Linked DNA regions of Drosophila melanogaster: region 2 is linked to region 1. A link is a contact called in public HiChIP or PLAC-seq data. All regions are on one chromosome and are shown on one strand. The core of a region is the stretch at or near the end of the contact, and the rest is flanking DNA. Distances in the headings are between cores, read along the strand shown. Region 1 overlaps pan (pangolin). Region 2 holds the start of CG33941.

The links. HiChIP or PLAC-seq counts read pairs in DNA pulled down with a chosen protein or histone mark.
Region 2: an H3K27ac HiChIP or PLAC-seq map of the Kc167 cell line shows a contact between it and region 1, with 3 times the contacts expected there. The contact joins the promoter of CG33941 here to the enhancer-like site in region 1. A contact is called at or near these places in 23 of 107 Hi-C or Micro-C datasets (the Kc167 cell line, the ML-DmBG3-c2 cell line, the OSC cell line and 11 more) and 1 of 6 datasets of contacts at active chromatin or transcription factors (the Kc167 cell line).

Annotation. Positions count from the first base shown.
Region 1 is chr4:109,943-115,890 of dm6, forward strand. pan (pangolin) reads left to right here. Exons shown (of 12, transcript NM_001258477.2): 12 at 1-4,328. It overlaps Ank (Ankyrin), which reads right to left. Exons shown (of 12, transcript NM_001169348.2): 11 at 5,316-5,948; 12 at 5,132-5,260. Among named protein-coding and RNA genes, the nearest start is that of Ank, 17 kb to the right of the region's middle. Within about 2 kb of position 4,374, at least 22 of the 39 cell types and tissues checked have an H3K27ac peak or open chromatin away from gene starts, as enhancers often do. A contact at or near this core is called in the Kc167 cell line, the S2 cell line, brain and 2 more, where this site is marked.
Region 2 is chr4:466,150-472,123 of dm6, forward strand. It overlaps CG33941, which reads left to right and starts at 1,348. Exons shown (of 4, transcript NM_001347760.1): 1 at 1,348-1,544; 2 at 1,602-1,845; 3 at 3,008-3,181; 4 at 4,865-5,327. The coding sequence starts at 1,702. The coding sequence ends at 5,002. Taf3 (TBP-associated factor 3) reads right to left here and starts at 679. Exons shown (of 8, transcript NM_143666.3): 1 at 352-679. The coding sequence starts at 520. It overlaps Asator (asator,), which reads right to left. Exons shown (of 14, transcript NM_001272127.1): 14 at 3,260-5,974.

The DNA of each region.
Region 1 (5,948 bases), core at 3,124-5,623:
TAAAACGTAAAATCCACATCTACAAACGAAGAAATTATAATCTTGTATAAAGAAGTAGGTCATATTTAAAGAGTAAGTTTGGTCTGAGCATCCATATAATTATATGCAGTTTTATACTAGTCTCCAATCAGTTATTAAACACTTAATTATTTAATGTACAAATGTATTTTCAACCTCAATATCGGGCTTGTCGTACACGGTTTAACATTTCACTATAATATTTGTTTTTAATGTGTTAGTTATTTAAAATGCTTTAGGTTTAATTATCTCATATGTACACCGGTACTTAATATACATATCTTGATTTTCCGGAATGACAATCCTGTATATCCTATAACACTAGAGCCTTATGTAATCCACCTCATTTAAAACTTATTTCACAAAAACATATAAAGTAAAGTATAGTAAGGCCAAACCTAAATTATTATACTCGCTACTCGTAGAGTAGACATGCAGATTATAGTGCCACCTAAACTTCCCACTATAAACCGCCGAAAGCTGATCCTCCCACACTTAACTTTGTTCTTTATTTTATTATTTGCCTTGCTAATTTCAATTGTAATGCCAATAAATTTTTAAAATATCATTCTTACCCTCTGGGTTGATTAACGTGTATCTAGTAGTGTAGAAAATCAACTTTACTATAGTAACTAAAATTTAAATGGTAAACAACTTTTAAAACGTATCTCTTATTTTACTTTATATTAGGAGTATTATAATTTTTAAATTGTATAGACACAAAATCTTCATTGACCGTGCTAAAGTAAAGACATAAATGCGAGCATAACTAAGCATTTTAATAACCTTATTTTAACTAAGATATTTACAGTATTGCCAAATGTTGTTGCGAATATATATATAAAAAATATTTAATAAAAAGGAAACGCTATAAAAGTATTGTACATAAAATGTATTTATATTTCCCTTTATTGTCTTTCCTTTTTCATAAGCCTTATGTAACTGATAGCATTTGTAAATATTTTAAAAATATTGTAATTCACAAGTCTTTAAATAGGACATGATACATCTATTTTTATTTTTATACATTTAATTTGCTAAAACTATAAAAAAGTTTTAAAATCGTTAACACTGTTCTTATAGCTTCGTGTTTTAAAATAAGAGAAACTGAATTATTTACTTCCGTGTATTTTTCTTTAAAATGAATATTTACTACTATTTTAAATATAAAATAAATATCGAATTAGTAATACGTTTTCTATAGCTTATCTGGTCCGCAAATATTATTTTATAGAATATGTCCCAAGGGGTTTCACGCTACCCATTACTCGTAGAGGTTGATTCAATGAAAAGATTGTCTCCATCAATGATTAAGAGCTCTAGCCGAGTCTGTCCGTATTTCGCACTTAAAAAATGTTTGGATTTTTTTAACCGGTTCCAATGCATTTTTGGCGCTATTTTAGGATTTTAATGGCGATAGATGTAGGCGCCGCTCGATGGGATTTAACATGAGTCTAATGGTCGAGAAACTCGAATATAGTGCCTATAATAATTTGCAATTAATTGTTTCTTTGAAAGTGTTTTATTTTCAAACTTCTTAAAATGTAGTTGAAAAATTTGCTCATATATTATGAAACCTGTATTACTTTTATCTTTGGATAAACAGCTTGTAAATTTTTAAAATTTTATTTGATTCACAATTGTAATTAAATTATTTTATTATAAGCAAAAATTAAAAATTGGTATATAAATTCAAAGCTAAAATGTTTTGTATTGATAAACAAGATCATCCCTAGACGTAGGGAGTTACTTGTAGAGTAAAAGGGTAAACTACAATCGATAATAGGTATGTAACGTAGCAGTATGCGTTTCCAAACCAAAAAATATCAGGATCGATAGCAGGTAGACATGGCCATGTCCGTGCGTCGGTATGAACGTCGAGATCTCGGAAACTATTATAGCTAGAAAGCTTAGGTTAGATATGCGGGATTCTACTGACGTCTGCGTTGACACGCCCACTCAGACTCCGACTTGAACTAGCATGACCACACTTCTGTTTTATTATTTGTGTGGCCAATTTCTATCGTTTAATCCGCCAACATGTCGCTAAAACTGAGACGCCCGTATTTTATACTATTATTTGATTTTTTATTGTTTTAATACTAATATAAATTTGTATACATTTATTAATATAAATTTATATCGATTTGCGAAATAGCTTTTAATTTGGTTTAATTTTACCTATTTGCCATAAAAGATGTTTAAATTTCTTGTACGCACTTCAACTAGCTGAGTATCTTGAGGAACTCGACTATAGAATTCTCTCTTGCTTTTTAGTTTAATACATGAATATTATACACCAAAATCACAGTTTATAATAGATTTTATATTTTACGAATTTTGAAGTATTCTTAACAGATTTTGAGCTCACATATGCATGCAATTTATTTGATCAACGTTTCAATATACACTTCGCATGCTGTATTTTTTTTCTAGTAATAAAAGATGTTTATACTTAAATTGTGCAATTTTTAAAAAATCATAATCATACATAATACTTAATTTCGGCTTCACCCCCGAAACTCTAATCGTTGTAATAATTACTAAAAAAAATTTACTATGATTATAAGAAAACAAATAAATTTTAAAGAAATGAGAGTGTCATAAGAATAATTATGATTACGCAGTTTCATAAAGTAAAATAATATGCTTTAAAAAAAAATAATGTGAGTAGGTTATTTTGGAAAACATTCTGGTTGCATTAAAATTTAACTTTTACCATTTATCTCCAACCGTTTTTAAGATTCATAACTAAGCTCGGCATTTGTACGATCCCAATAAATAAGTTAATGAACCTATATTATGAAACCAAAAAATTTGTGAAATTAATAAAAATAATTGAACTTTAAATTTACATCAAGTTTAGAAATTCAACAAATACACTGCTGTGATAAATCTAATTAACGATTTATATAGGGCTCTAGTCACATAGATACATATTATATGATTATAAATCTATATGTATATATGTATATGTATTTAAACGTGTACATACAGTTATGCACACATTTACATATATATGTATCAATCGTAAACATATAAATTTATTAAGAATCTGCGTTACAACAGTTCGGTGGTCATGATAATTCAAGCAAACTAACAAATCATATGTAATCAGAAGAATGTAAAGGCCATTGCCAATTTAAAAGACTGTTTAACACAAATTTTATACGTTTAATTCCAAAATTTATCAGTACACAAAATTGCTATATAATGCTTTAGTCTTTATGTTTAGTGCAAATCGTTATCTAAAATGTAATGTTAGTATAAAAATAAATATCATAAGCTTATTATTTTTCGATATTTGCGGTTCCATCGTGCTTCCATTGTCTGTGTTTTTGTAAAATATTGCTTTTTATTCAAACGACATCGCAACTTCATTTGTTTGATTAACAAATTCCTTATTATTTCATTTCTATAATTTGTGTAAAAATCAATTAAGTAACACGAGTAATACACTATAATAAAAGTACCCCATCAAATCAATTAAGTGGATCAACAACGAATATGTAAATATATGTTGCATATACATGAAGTATTCTATATAAATTCTTTTTATAATGTTAAAAATGAGTTTGTTTGCTTTTTTTAAGCTATAATTAAATATAAAATTAAATTTCATTTTTAATACTGCAATATTGGTCGACTGATGGATTCTTAGCGTAAGATAAGGTTTAGATAGTAGAAAGGGTTAACAATCGTATACTAAACCTACGCAGATATACAAATTTCTAATATTAAGATGATAGTAATCACAAATATAAGTTTAATAAAATAGTATGTATACACATAGGTAATAAATAATGTACGAAATATAGAAATAATGCAAAGATATTGAATAACAATAAAAACAAAATTAAACTATTAACTTTTTATATACTGACGCACGGCAGAATTATTGATGCAATTCTTAAATTTTTATAAGACGTGCCTTGCAAATATAGGAAATGTTACGTCGGTATGTAAGTTCATACACCCGAGTGCCAATTGGATCGTCGCAAGTCGCGCAAATTGATCCCCCCTTTTACCAAGGTCATTAAAAGTTATGTCATCCTTTTTGCCCTACAGCACCCTGTAAAATGTTCTCATTCTATTGTATTTGTCTTCATATTGTATATTTATTGAATAATTGCTGGCTTGTGCCATGGGCATACATTAAAAGATATAAAGAAAATTCGGTGACTGTGTTCCGTCAAACTTACCTCAATCCCATCCTGGGCGATGAGATCTGGACCCTTGATCCTGGGCATTTCTACATATTAGGTTGTAATTATACATACATATACACCTTCTCCAATATAGTACAGATTAAAAACATTTACAGAAAAACAAGCACCATCAAGAAGGTATTGTATATATATAAGTAGGGCCGTATGTATGCTTGTATGCAGTATGCACTGCGGCACGCTCCAGCTGCGGGGCCGCTATCTTATTCTCCGATTTCTCGTTCTCCCACTTGTTTTGCATTTTGTTTTGGTTTTTATTTTATATTTGTTAACATTTAAAATGCATGATTTCACTCTTAAATTTGTCACGGATTACTATTGCTAGTAATTACTATTACTATTATTAATTTTAATGCCATTTCCGGTTTAGGTTTGTGTCGGTGCATTGCTTAATTTGATCTGCCGACTCCGTCTTTTGATGATGTTTTCACATTTTGCATTTACTGCGATGGACGATGGATCTTCTTTAACGCATTGTGATAGGAAGCCTCTGTACAGATCTCTTCTACGCATTCGCCAGTTTCAGGAGCACTAGAAAAACTAACACCATGGCGATCAAATTAAGAATGTTCTTTGCGCCTAAGGTCTCGTCCATGTGGTAAATCAATTCCACGGCGGTGTTGTCAAAGGCCTTGGACTGCTTGCTCTCCATATTGGAACTTCCTTTCTACTGGTTGAAAATGTTTTTTTTTTTTTTTTTTTTAAATAATCATTCTATTTATTTTGGATTCAAAAGGAATCGTTCAGTCAATTCCTCTAAAACTTAACCTATTGTGTGTATAAATGTATATGAGACCAAGTGGTTTCTTAATTATTAAGTAGAAAAGGAAAAAAAAAGAATTTTTCTAGTTATTAATTACTTAATGTGTAATATTTTATACTATCCTCCGGGTAGGGAGATCGGTGGGGTGTACCCTCTTCAGCCTTCGGAGGGAGATGGGATTAGCTAGGATGTTTGCTAGTTGATTCGGGTGGACCATAAGCCTGTCGGCATAACGGCTGCTGTGAAAATTGATCTGATTGAGAGGGATAACTTTCAGATCTCTTTCGATTACCTGGTTTGTCACTTACCAGGGGAGCCCAGATGCATGGCTTGCAGCTCTCGACTGGACCACACGGAGCCTATTGAGCTGGGATTTGGCGGCAGTTCCCCACACCTGGATGGCATAACTCCACGTTAGAGCAAGTATGGCTTTGATTAAAAGAGCCTTAGAGCTCATTTGTAGTTTACTGGAGTGGAAGAGCCAGTCGAGCTTTTTTAGTTTCGCCAGTGACTTGAATTTGACCGACGTGATGTGGGCCCTCCAGGTCAGTCTCCGATCTAGATGAACTCCTAGGTAGCAGTGCGATGTGACATTGTTGACGGGGTTTCCATCAAAAGTCAGATCTGTGCAAGTTCCGGGCCGCAGGGTAAAAGTTACACAGGCTGACTTCGAGGAGTTAATGGCCACATTCCATTTGGCAGTCCATTTTCGACTGCATGCAGCCATTCCTGGACTGCGTTGGAGGTTGAAAATGTAGGTCCTTCTTCAATGGACTTCCTTAGCGACTTCTTTTTTTATCGGACTAGAGGACTAGGATAATATTTTACTATTTCCCCTATTTTGGGAGTCAATGCCCGACTGATGAACTTTGCCAATTAGAATTAGAATTTCCATGTGAACAATTGTGCCCGTTGGAATACCTATTTGACGCTCGTTATTT
Region 2 (5,974 bases), core at 98-2,597, 350 kb after region 1:
AACAACACGTACTACTCGCAGAAGCGATGTACATTTTTCGTAATACATTTCTGTACACATTATACTAATATATTTTACTTTAAGGTTAAACGGACAGGTTGACCGGTATTCTAACGCAACTGAAAGCAAAATGCCCTAACTCCAAACAAAATTGTTTTAATGATAAATAATGATTTATTAATGATAGTCTGATGGAACTGCAGGGATGATAAGTTATACATTTATGTACATGTACATATATGTCACATACTTTTTATTGAATCTCTTATTCTACAAGTAACGACTATAACTACTCAGGCTTTGTTGTATTTCATGATCGGTTCCGTTGATTTGAGGGTCTATACCACTTACCGTGTTCCATATGTCTATGCATGTCTCGAGCGAACTCCTGTACAAACTTCTGCAATATGTCTTGCAACAACTCCAAGGGTGCACTTAGAGTGCAGCTGTAACCAATAGTTTGCGTTATCTGCGCAACGACAACAAGGGCCAAATCTGAAGCGTATCTGTCTGCCATCATGTTCTTTCATGAGGTACACCTTCTTTAGAAAACCTTGGAAATGCTGTGAATAGGTTTAACCGTCCCACGAACTTCCTCTTGTTATTAAAATTAATTGACTTGGTGTCTACACCTTTATTAGACGAACTACAATCTGTGGATGTTTAGTTAACGATAACTTATCGATTTTGCCTTTGATGGGAAATATATCGATATTTGGGGTATGCCAAAAGTGGTAATCATGGGGTTCAATCAAATTCAATTGATTGACCAACATAAACAAACTGCAATTTTTTATGTGGTTTGAAAGTGGTTATAAGGGCAGATAAAAGGTTTGCTTTCGGTATGTTCGCTGTTAGTGTTCGAATAAGACACAAATTTTGAAAATAAGACGAAAAAGTTTTCTAATCCTTCTATTCTTTAAAATAGATATTGAACGATGGAAATATAATTAGAGCTTGTTTAATAATAGAGCGCTTGAATGCAGAGTGAAACGAGAGTCTTGTGTTGTTACCCGTAAAAATGTTTTAGTTTTACTACTACTATTACTATTATTACTACGATTACTTACTACAAATTTTAACAGCATCTAATGTTATGTTTATTGTGGAAAGAAAGTAATGCCCAGAACAGCTATGAAATTACCGAATAAATAATAATATAATTATAAATATAAATAATATATATAAATATAAATTTAATAAAATAACATTAAGCCTAAAATCGCTTCAAAAATATCATGTGAACTATATCCCAAACATGTGTATATATGCAGGTAATTTAGTGGAAAGAGGGTATAATGTATAATGACACAAAACTACTGATAGAATACTAGTTATATTTTCGATCAGTTTAGAAGAAACTTATATCTTAAGACATTTATTGGGTTAGGTATTGTTTCCCATATATGTTCTAGTCGAGTATTCACACAAAGAAGCGTGCGACAGATCTTCGGCACTTAATATTTTGTATTTGTAATAATGTAAAATATAAAAATTAACAAATAAAACAACTATATGAACATTTGCATGTGTTGGGTATATGTGTAAGTCTAATAAAAAGTTTTATTCTACTTAAAGCTCAAATCCTTTAAACTTTTCAGCTAGTTATTGAAATACTCAGTATAAATGAGTAAGAAGATCTCCATCAACATTGATCTGACCAACGTTTTACTCCTTTTTTAATCTAATAAGAACTAAAAAATGCAACCATTGAACTCGAGCATTGATAAAGCAAAACATTTTTTCATAGAGAGCGGGATCTTAGGACCCGTTAACTTTAAATATTCTCATGACATGATTCGGAAGACGTCTACCATTCACATTGACGAAACTCTTAAGAATCAGGTAAGGGTGGATAATCTGATTCCCAACGAATACACGTTTACACCTATGTTAACCATAATAGGTGTATAGGTATCGTATTTCCTTACATATACTGAAGATTTCATATGCAGTCGGTCAGTTATCGAGTAACTGGTTAGTCCGTCTGACTATCAATCTGAACGCTGTGATCTCGGGAACAATGAAAACTAGAATATTGATATTAAGCATTAAGACTCAGTCACAGAGTCTGTAAGAGTTTGTTTCATGCCGTTGCGACGCTTGCTCCAACGACGACGCACCCTCAATATTCATACGGTCACAAAAAATCAATCAACCACTAGCAAAAACACGAATACACTTCAGTGCGCAGATTTCTCATTTTGCGCATAATGTACGAGCTCAAAGAAGCTGGAGTCGAAAAAATGGAATTTTTGAAATTTAAAAGCTGGAATCGTTTGCTCATTTGTTGTCTTTATTTGCCCACGTTTGGCCACTCTTTTCAATTTTGAAAAAGTGAATACTTTAGAAAATATGAGACGTTCTAGTTAACCTCGGTATTATTATTTTGACCATCTCTTAAAACTAAATATTATAAAAAAAAACTTTTGCCCAATCAGTATTCTTAGTTTTTATCGTTTGTCCATCCTTTAAAATTAGTTTTTTTCGTTTTCCCATCCTTTAAAATAAGTATTTTGAATTAAAAACGTTTGTCCAACCCTTAAAAATTTTGTTTTTTTGTGTTCCCACCTATTAAAACTAAATTTCTACATATGTATGTAATAATTGTAAGTTGTGGCGCCAATTCGCATGTTTTAGGATCGGCGGACAAATTCACATATGTACTTATATGATGATGATGAACATGTATATACATATCCAAGTTCAAGAAAATTGTGGAAGCGAATGATTATCGTTATGTAAATATTGGAAAAAACACGTAACGGATCGCGATCTATGTACATATGTATGTCTGTACATACATATTAAAAATTGGATTTTCCGACCCCAGCTTCTTTGAGCTGAATGTATGTATGCCTAGTTTCAAATAGATGCGGTTATTCACATTGATTAAAATTTAAAATAAACATGCGAGATACCTATGCATCTCCTATTGTTTTCAAATGTGTACATGAATGCATGTATGTACCCACATATGTATGTATGTATGTCAAACACTTTTTAGATTCGAAAAACATCATTGGGTATGCGATCGAGGGCATTTAGAGAAAATAATTCATTAAACAGTTTCGACGATACCCTTATAAATCTTCAAAACGAAATCTATAACATAAGAGATTCATTAGTCAATGGCGAGACTAAAATTATACTTCTCCGCACTGAAATTGGCAAATTAAAGGTAAGAAATTTTTTTCAATTAAATAGGCCTTTAGGCTATATATTTATTTCATATATAATATTTTTACGTATTTCCTGGGTCATTAAAAACTTCTTAAAAGAATTCATAATTTATTAGTTAAGGACCAACACCAGAAACTTCACATTTACATATAACATCAGCGATATTAAGGATATATACTCTTGATCAATATCAGTGCTACGCCAACTAGTTTTCGAGTTTTGAGGTAGTATTAAGCCGGAATGGCCCGGATCTGCGCATTATATCACATATGTAGCTGCCAAATAGATCTTGGGTTTTTTAATCATAGTATTTTATATTGTAGTTCCGTACATAACATTTTTAATTTAAAATTTAATTTAAAATAAAATGCATTTGCCTGTGAGTAAAACACGATTTTCAGAAATCAATTTTAAGCAATGAAACGAATTTAAATATTTAGTTTTGGTCAATTTCGTTGTTAAATGATCTACCAAAATGTTAAATAAATTAAATAAAATATTATTGAAAAATGTTTATCATGATTATCATATTTTTAAAGAAGCTTATTATTATTCATTTGTTAAAATAGTCGATTGAACAAGTTAACGTTTATGCAAGAGAAGAAGTGCTCACCACAAAAGCTGATTAAAATAAACACTTTTCACATCTAAACAATTTAAAAGCTTGGAATTCACGTAGTTATTTGACAGTGAGGCAAGCTGCATTGTTGCCGCTTAAGTTTTATATTTTTATCCCGGACATAGCCATGAGGGGATTTAAATAGGCCACTACAAAATATTTGTATAATAACAATTTATATATTTATATTTAAACCATTGCAGCACTACCAGCAGGACGTAGTGGCATCGTGCTAAATTTCGAAATTACATAAGCAACAAAATGTTCGTTATTTTCACTACTCATTACAATTATTAATCGAATCATATAAACTTTAATTGAATATGAATGCGATTATGTAGTGGAAATTGAAAACATTTTTTGTAGCTGGCTCTTGAGCTGGATCCAAGATATCTCAAGTTTTTGTTCAAAATTTAGGGGGATGAGCGCTTGTGCACACGTATTCTCACCCATTGAATATTTTCCCTTCATTATATAAGTTTTTCGGTCTGTTAAACAAACTTATACAAGTTTTTCAAAAAAAAAAACAAAAAAAAAAAAAACGGCATAAACAAGAAAACAGCAAAACATCCCAAATATCGATATCGAAAACAATCGTTAGAAAACTAGTTTACTTGGGGAAATGTTGTGGGTGGACTCGAAGTTCATATAAATATACGAGTGGCGTATATTGCATGCTCAAAACTGTTAATAAATTTGATTCCAAGATCAGTATTAATTTCTGCTCAAAAGTCGTTTTCTAGCATAAGTACGTATACACTTTCTTGTTTGTTGGTTTTACTCTCACAAGCAAGTGTATTAATTTAAAGCGAGCGGATAGGGAATATTTTGCGGGCATTTAAACTGTGCAGCGAAGATGCATTTCTTAAAAAATGATTTACTTTATGATTTACTTGGTATACACATAGGAGTGAACTGTTTTTTTTTTTTTGTATAACAAAAGAAAAACAAAATATCTACTTTATGGGAAAATATATAAAATTATAATGTGTATAGTCAAATCCATAATACGTGTAAATAATTTTAAATGTTATTTTCATTTAATGTTATCAAATTTTTCAGGAGGCTCTACAAGCAATTATGAAGGCTCTTGATTCCTCTGATGAGTTGATGACGAAAATTAAAGATTCCACGCCGAATCTTTGTTTATTTTGCCAACCTAATAGTTATAAAAAATTCGCCGAGTTTCAGTCCTTTTAACAAAATCCTATTTAACAAAAATTAATATGAAAAATAAATTTTGGTTAAAAACATACATATTTATATTAATGGAACAGAAAGTATTTTATAATTAAGTAAATACTGGTGCTTAAGAATAAAAAACATACACATTTCAATTTAACTTTCATACTTGGTTTGCCTTGTTTTTAAGAACAATCGCTGCCAACGCTTTATTTTTAAATGTAGTTACACTTTTAGAGTATAATTTTATCTTTTACGTTTAAAACTATAGCGAGTATATACAAATAAATAAATAACGTTTTTATAACATATTTTATATTCTTAAATAAAGTTTAAAAACTTATTTCTATCGAAATCACTTCCAAGGTTCAGGACACACACAAATTGCACATATTCCCGAAATTAAAATTACGATGGGCTCATTGAAAAAAGCTGTAAAACTAAATAACAAAGTATAGATTGAAAAACTTGGAGCATTTTATTGGTTAGGTTATTATAATCTCACCTTTTTTAAAAGGTGAGGTGAGGTTTTAAAAAAAAAAAATGTAGTTAAGTACAGCAATGTGTCATAATCCATGACTTTTAAATTACGATATTCTAATTTATATATAAGAGAAATCGGTCTAGGCATCCAATATTTGTGTTTTCATAGGCCTCACCTAAAAGTGCACATATATATATTCTTTAGCAACGGAGTCGATGAAGCAATGGCTGTCCGCTTGTTAACATACATACATCCTTCTTTTGATTTCAGAATTCCGAATTTATCATTATTAAACCGGTAGAATATGCCACTTACTGCGCTAAATCTCAAGAGTGAGTTTAGGTCAACATTGAAAATACATTTTTGGAACCAAAATGCATGTTAGTATCCAATCTTGGAGCTGTACAAAAATCTATTAGGTTAGAATTTGGGGAAATCCAGGTGTTATTTTCGAACGCCTATAAAACCTATTGTGTCCGCTTAGCTTATGAATAACATAAAAATAC